2 separate regions of the Gossypium hirsutum genome follow, and region 1 is linked to region 2. The links are chromatin contacts, called in public Hi-C maps. All regions are on one chromosome and are shown on one strand. Each heading gives the region's core, a stretch centred on a gene start, on an enhancer-like site or on the middle of the called end of the contact. The rest is flanking DNA. Distances are from core to core; before and after follow the strand shown.

Region 1 (2,755 bases), core at 117-2,616, 260 kb after region 2:
CATCATAGGCTGCTACTCTTTGTTCTCGCCTTTTAAATTTTAGCTTTCTCACAACTACTGTAATCCCTATCACACAATTCAGAACCTAATCTAATAAATCTCCCGGTTGCTTTAGAATTCCCAACTTTGGTTTATATGCACAGAGCTTTCCGGTTCAGTTAAAGACAAAAGTGGTAAAAAGGCAGACTGATATCATACCATAGGTTGAAACCCAAAAATTCATCAGACCTCCATGCTGTGGCAGTGCTTCTATTTACTTACAAAGAAAGGCTAAGATTTCAGACAAGAAGCCAACGTGTCATCTCATATTTTCCTTTTCAAGAAACATTTTTATTCTTAGTTAAAGAGAGGCTTCAACCTAGGTTCTAGACTTCTAGTCATATCCAATTTGCAAATTGATGTGTTCCAAAAGTACCACATAACATGACTCCAAAATGAAACTTCAAATAACTATTGGAGATGAGTTAACACATACAGCATAGATAATTGGACTAAAACATAACTTGGTGGTTTATAGGGGAAATTTTTTGATAAAGTACCTTCTGAAGAACATGAACTTTCTCCCACTTGTCATTCACCAATTTATAAATGTGAACCTCATTATTATTTGGGCAAAATGCTACCACTGCAGGCAAGAGAAAGTGAATTAAATATGTAGAAAACACAGAAAACAATATCTCATGCAATTTAAAATAAAAAGAACCAAATCATTAGTTCTAAAATTCTCAAAACAAAAAAAAAATTAGCTCTAAAAACACGCATCATTTTAATTAAACATGTATCATTAGTTCTAAATCCAGCATATCACCAAAAAATGGATCAATTTAGAATGAGAAAGTAACGTAAAGAAAGAGTAAATTGACCATTAATTTCATTTTCTTCTTCAATTTTACATTTCTTAGACAAATATCACATCACAATATCATTTAACTCAAATATATACATTCTTTTATTTCCTACATTTTCACAGCAACCAACCGAAACATAAAGATGAAGAGAGGAAATGGAATTTCGACAGAAACAAATTAAAAGAATGAATGAAGTTACTGGAGTGATCGGGACTCCAAGCATGGCAAGTGATGCACTGAGCGAACTGGTGAACGGCGACGGCCGCCATTTTTAAGCTGATGAATTTGATATATTGAGCTCCAAATGAGATGGAGAGAGATCTCTGGAGAAGAGAAAGAACTGTGAAGCGATCTCAGCTTCGGTTTAAAGTCTCTGTTAACAAACGGAAAGCTTGAAAGACTAGACTAGATACCAAATACCAATAGAGGTGCGATTGGACAAGTTCTCACCCGTCGACTTTGGGGATTTTTAGATTTCTTTTTTTCTTTTCAGCAGGTTGAATTATGGGTTAAACATTCATTTAGCCCTCATAATCTCCACTTCTCTTTTTTTTTTCTCCATTACCTCATTTCATTTTTGGATAAACTACACAATTGGTCACCTAACTTTCATAAATTTTCATTTTAGGCACAAAAATTAAAAAGTTTGCAATATGGGCATTGCCATTACATATTTTTATCATTGTAGTCACTTTCATTACATACTTTTATCATTTTAGCCACTTGCCATTAATTTACCATTGCATACACTCATTTTAATCACTCAACTTTAGTAAATTTTCATTTTAATCACTTATTTTCTTTTTAAAATTATTTTTTTCAAAGGAAATATAGGCTTTACAAGAAATTAAGTTATTACGCTATGAGATGAAACCCAAGCTTTTCACTAGTAACTTAATTCCATGTAAAAACTCATATTTTTCCTATAAAAATTTAAGTAATTCCTTGTAAGCCCCCTAAGTTTTTCCTTTACTGAAAAAAATTAAAATTAATTAAAAAAATGGAAATTAAAAGATAAAATGTAATTTCCTATAAATAACAAAATAATTTCCTATAAAACCTTGGTTTTCCCTTTTACTAGAAAAAAAATTCTAAAAAGGGAAAAATAAAATGGAAATGAAAAGATAAATTGGTTTTCTTGTAAAAACTAAGTTTATCCTATAAAAACAAAGGTAATCCCCCTATAAACCCCATATTTTTCCTTCCCTCTCACTAAGAAATAAATTGAAATTAATTCTAAAAAGGAAAAAAAACAAAGAAAATTAAAAATATAAAAAATTATTTTTCTAACCCAAATTTTCCACTATAAAAACCAGGTTTTTCCCCTTTCTAAAAAAACTAAAATTGATTCTTAAAAATGAAATAATAAAGAAAATTATAAAGATAAAATGAGTGACCAAGATGAAAACGTACTAAAGTTGGGTGATTAAAATGATAAAAGTACGTAACGGCGGTGACTAAAATGATAATTGTATGTAACGATAGTGCCCATATTACAAACTTTTTATTTTCGATACCTAAATTGAAAATTTACGAAAGTTGGGTGATTGATAAGGGATAATTATGTATATACAATTATTGTCCTCTCATGCTTGTTTTAGCTTACTTTTGAGTGAAATTGAATCGTTTTAGGGTCAAATCATGTTTTAGGTCATTAATGGATATGTTTGTGTTTTGTGTCACTTTTAGCATTTTGATGTTATTTTAGAGTTTTGGTAATATGCGATGCATAAAGTGTGTTTTTGATAATGTGTTGATGAGTGGAAGACTAAGGACATAAAGGTTTGAAGGCTTGACAAACAGAAAGTCACGCCCCAGCATTGAGTTGCTTGACGTCGCGATGTGGGGAACTGGGATGGCATAAGGTGACCAAGGTTGAGGTAGTGACATTAAAAGATTGGAGGTCG
Region 2 (2,752 bases), core at 156-2,655:
CCTAATTGTTCTAGAGCAACTAGAAAGAGATTCTTTAACCAGAAAGAATTTAGTTCAGATGTAGGATACCTATCTAGAAGTTTTCGCAACTCAATCATGTATAATGAAATCATCAAAGATTTGACCTTTTCGAACTTTGTTTGTAACTTACTATAGGCTCGGGAAACAAAGAGAAGATGTGTACGAACGAGATATCCAGGAACAAAAAGAAGGAAAAGGATTGAATAGAGAAACTCCTGAAGATTTGGCGATCTTAGATGCGTCAATATCAATGGTGACTCATTATTTCGACGAATCATTTCTTTGGACATAAGAAAATTATGTAAACACTTACTCGAAATCTCACTTATCAGATTCCATTGTGGAAGACACAATTTTTTCTGAAGAATTTGCCATGATATATCTGATCCATGCATAATATCATGAAAAATGGATACAAATTTTTTACTACTACTATCGCAATAGGTCTGAAAAAGCATCTAAAAATATCAAATTTAGATATTTGTACCCTATCGAAGTAAGGAACTATGACATATATGTTTGGAATAGATTCCGTTTTGAGAGAGTTGAAAAAGCACTATCTCGTTGAAAGGTTCTATTATCCACCTTTTCTCAATGCATTTCTTTAAACAAAGACTCCGTTTTTTCTGCTTTTCAAATGGTAAATATTTCTTAGAACATGGAGTGTGAATCAAACCCATGTTTGAATTGAAATTGAGATACCGATCCAAGTTCTTCTCTTTTGAATCAGATGGATTCATATTTGAAAGAGGTTGAAAATAAGTTCTTTCAAAATTTGACTATTTGTCCCTCTGTTAGAGGTGTTTTAGAAATGTCTGGAACCGAGTAAACAGCTCTACGAACTAATGGATCGGATCGAATTGCAAATTGGAAAGATTTGTACAAGTTATACCTTTCGTCACCACTTTGTGGAAAATCATTAGATATGAATATGTTAGATACCTGAGACTTGATTGGTGAAGGTGAAATAGTATCTCTCCCCAAAAAAGTATGTTTTTTTTACCATCGCACAAAGAAAATATTTTGTTGTGAATGAATAAGATATTGAGGAATTATTCATTCGTAAAATTATAATTATTGATACGGGCATTTTCCACATAAAAAGGGAATATTTTGTTACAATAAAAGCAGAAGTGATGTGGATTATTCAAGAATCGAAGTCGATTTGCTTTATAAAAAGAATATATCAATGAACTTTTATGAAATGGTTTCACGGGATTTAAACATTTGTCTTGATCGTGGGATATCATTGAGAAATAGGAATCCATGTTATCAAAAGATTTCCTGGGATTATTTCTAGTATGGAATGAGTCACTCATTTGATATTGTTTCTCCATTGATCAAAAATTTCAGTTTTTGAGAAGTATTATGATCATCCAATAAGAAAGGTTTCAATTTTTCAAATGAATGATTTGAAAACCTATTGATTCTAACAACTGATTGCAAAGTTGATCATTCGGACCTTTCAATTCATAGATGTGGATCTCAGAGCTATGAATAGGGATATTCTCGAAACTCACAAAGAAAAAAGGAAGTGAGTTAGACAAAAAAGAAACAACTTGGACAAAAAGAGAAGTAACTTGGACAAAAAGAAACGAAGTAACTTCGACAAATCTTTTTTGTCAATAACCTCAGACCAATCAATCGAATATGGATTAATACGTAATCGATCCAACACTACTTGAAAACGGCTCTTCTGCTCAGAAACGAAATGTTCCAAATGCTCCTGAAAATTCTTGCTCCCCGTTGGACCATTTGTATCTATATGCATTAGGATCCCGATTCATGGATCTCTCGGTCTGAAAAATCAAAATAAGAGGATCAAACCGATTTTTATGAAAATACTTGGATTCTTACAATAAACATCATTTTATCTTATTAATTTTTAGAATTAATTTTTGTTTATTTTTGGTAAAAAGAAAAAAACATGATTTTATTATCTGGGTTTTTATAGAACCAATTTATTGGCCTTCCTTTTCATCTATTGACTCAAAGCCCGCTTTCTTCATTTCCACCAAATCCCTAATTTCTTCTGAATTCAATGGCTTCCAATTTTCTTCCATTTTCCCTCTTTTTTCAAGTCTGTTTCCAATTTCATGACAGAAAAAAAAAACCCAAGTTATTTTTGAAAATAAGAATTTAGCCGTAAAAGATGAAAGAGATTGGTGGATGTAATAAGACAAAACTGCCGTTCTCCTAGATTAATCTTCAATATATAATCACCTTACGCAACCTGCTCATGCCTTCCTATAATGACACTGTATTTAATCCAAAAAAGGCCTTTCTTAATGCTTCATAATATAGTATAATAATGATAACATCCTTTTCCTTCGATCAGCTTATTATATACTACAATCCAAGCTATTGTTGGAACTTGGAACGTTGAACTAGCCTGCATTTTTTTTTTGGCTAACAAGCATGGCCGCTCTTCCTCCCAACCCAGTGCCAGTGGCCTACCAAGGAGGCACACCAGCAGTCCCAGTTTGGCTAAACAAAGGAGATAACGCATGGCAGATGATATCCGCCACGCTGGTCGGCCTCCAAAGTGTGCCAGGCTTGGTCATCCTCTATGGTAGCATTGTCAAGAAAAAATGGGCAGTGAATTCAGCTTTCATGGCCCTCTATGCTTTTGCTGCCGTAGTTCTATGCTGGGTGATTTGGGGGTACAAGATGTCCTTTGGGCATAAGCTTTTGCCATTTTGGGGCAAAGCAGGGCCTGCCTTGGGCCAAA

What was found. Hi-C and Micro-C count contacts between places; a contact is called where the count stands out from the background.
Region 1: a contact with region 2 is called in a Hi-C map of leaf, with 2.3 times the contacts expected there. The contact joins the promoter of LOC107914491 here to the promoter of LOC107914485 in region 2. A contact is called at or near these places in 4 of 34 Hi-C or Micro-C datasets (hypocotyl and leaf).

Annotation. Positions count from the first base shown.
Region 1 is chrD10:18,107,190-18,109,944 of Gossypium_hirsutum_v2.1, forward strand. LOC107914491 (actin-related protein 2/3 complex subunit 1A) reads right to left here and starts at 1,367. Exons shown (of 15, transcript XM_016843418.2): 1 at 1,048-1,367; 2 at 540-625. The coding sequence starts at 1,117.
Region 2 is chrD10:17,846,723-17,849,474 of Gossypium_hirsutum_v2.1, forward strand. It overlaps LOC107914485 (ammonium transporter 3 member 1), which reads left to right and starts at 1,406. Exons shown (of 3, transcript XM_016843409.2): 1 at 1,406-2,752. The coding sequence starts at 2,440.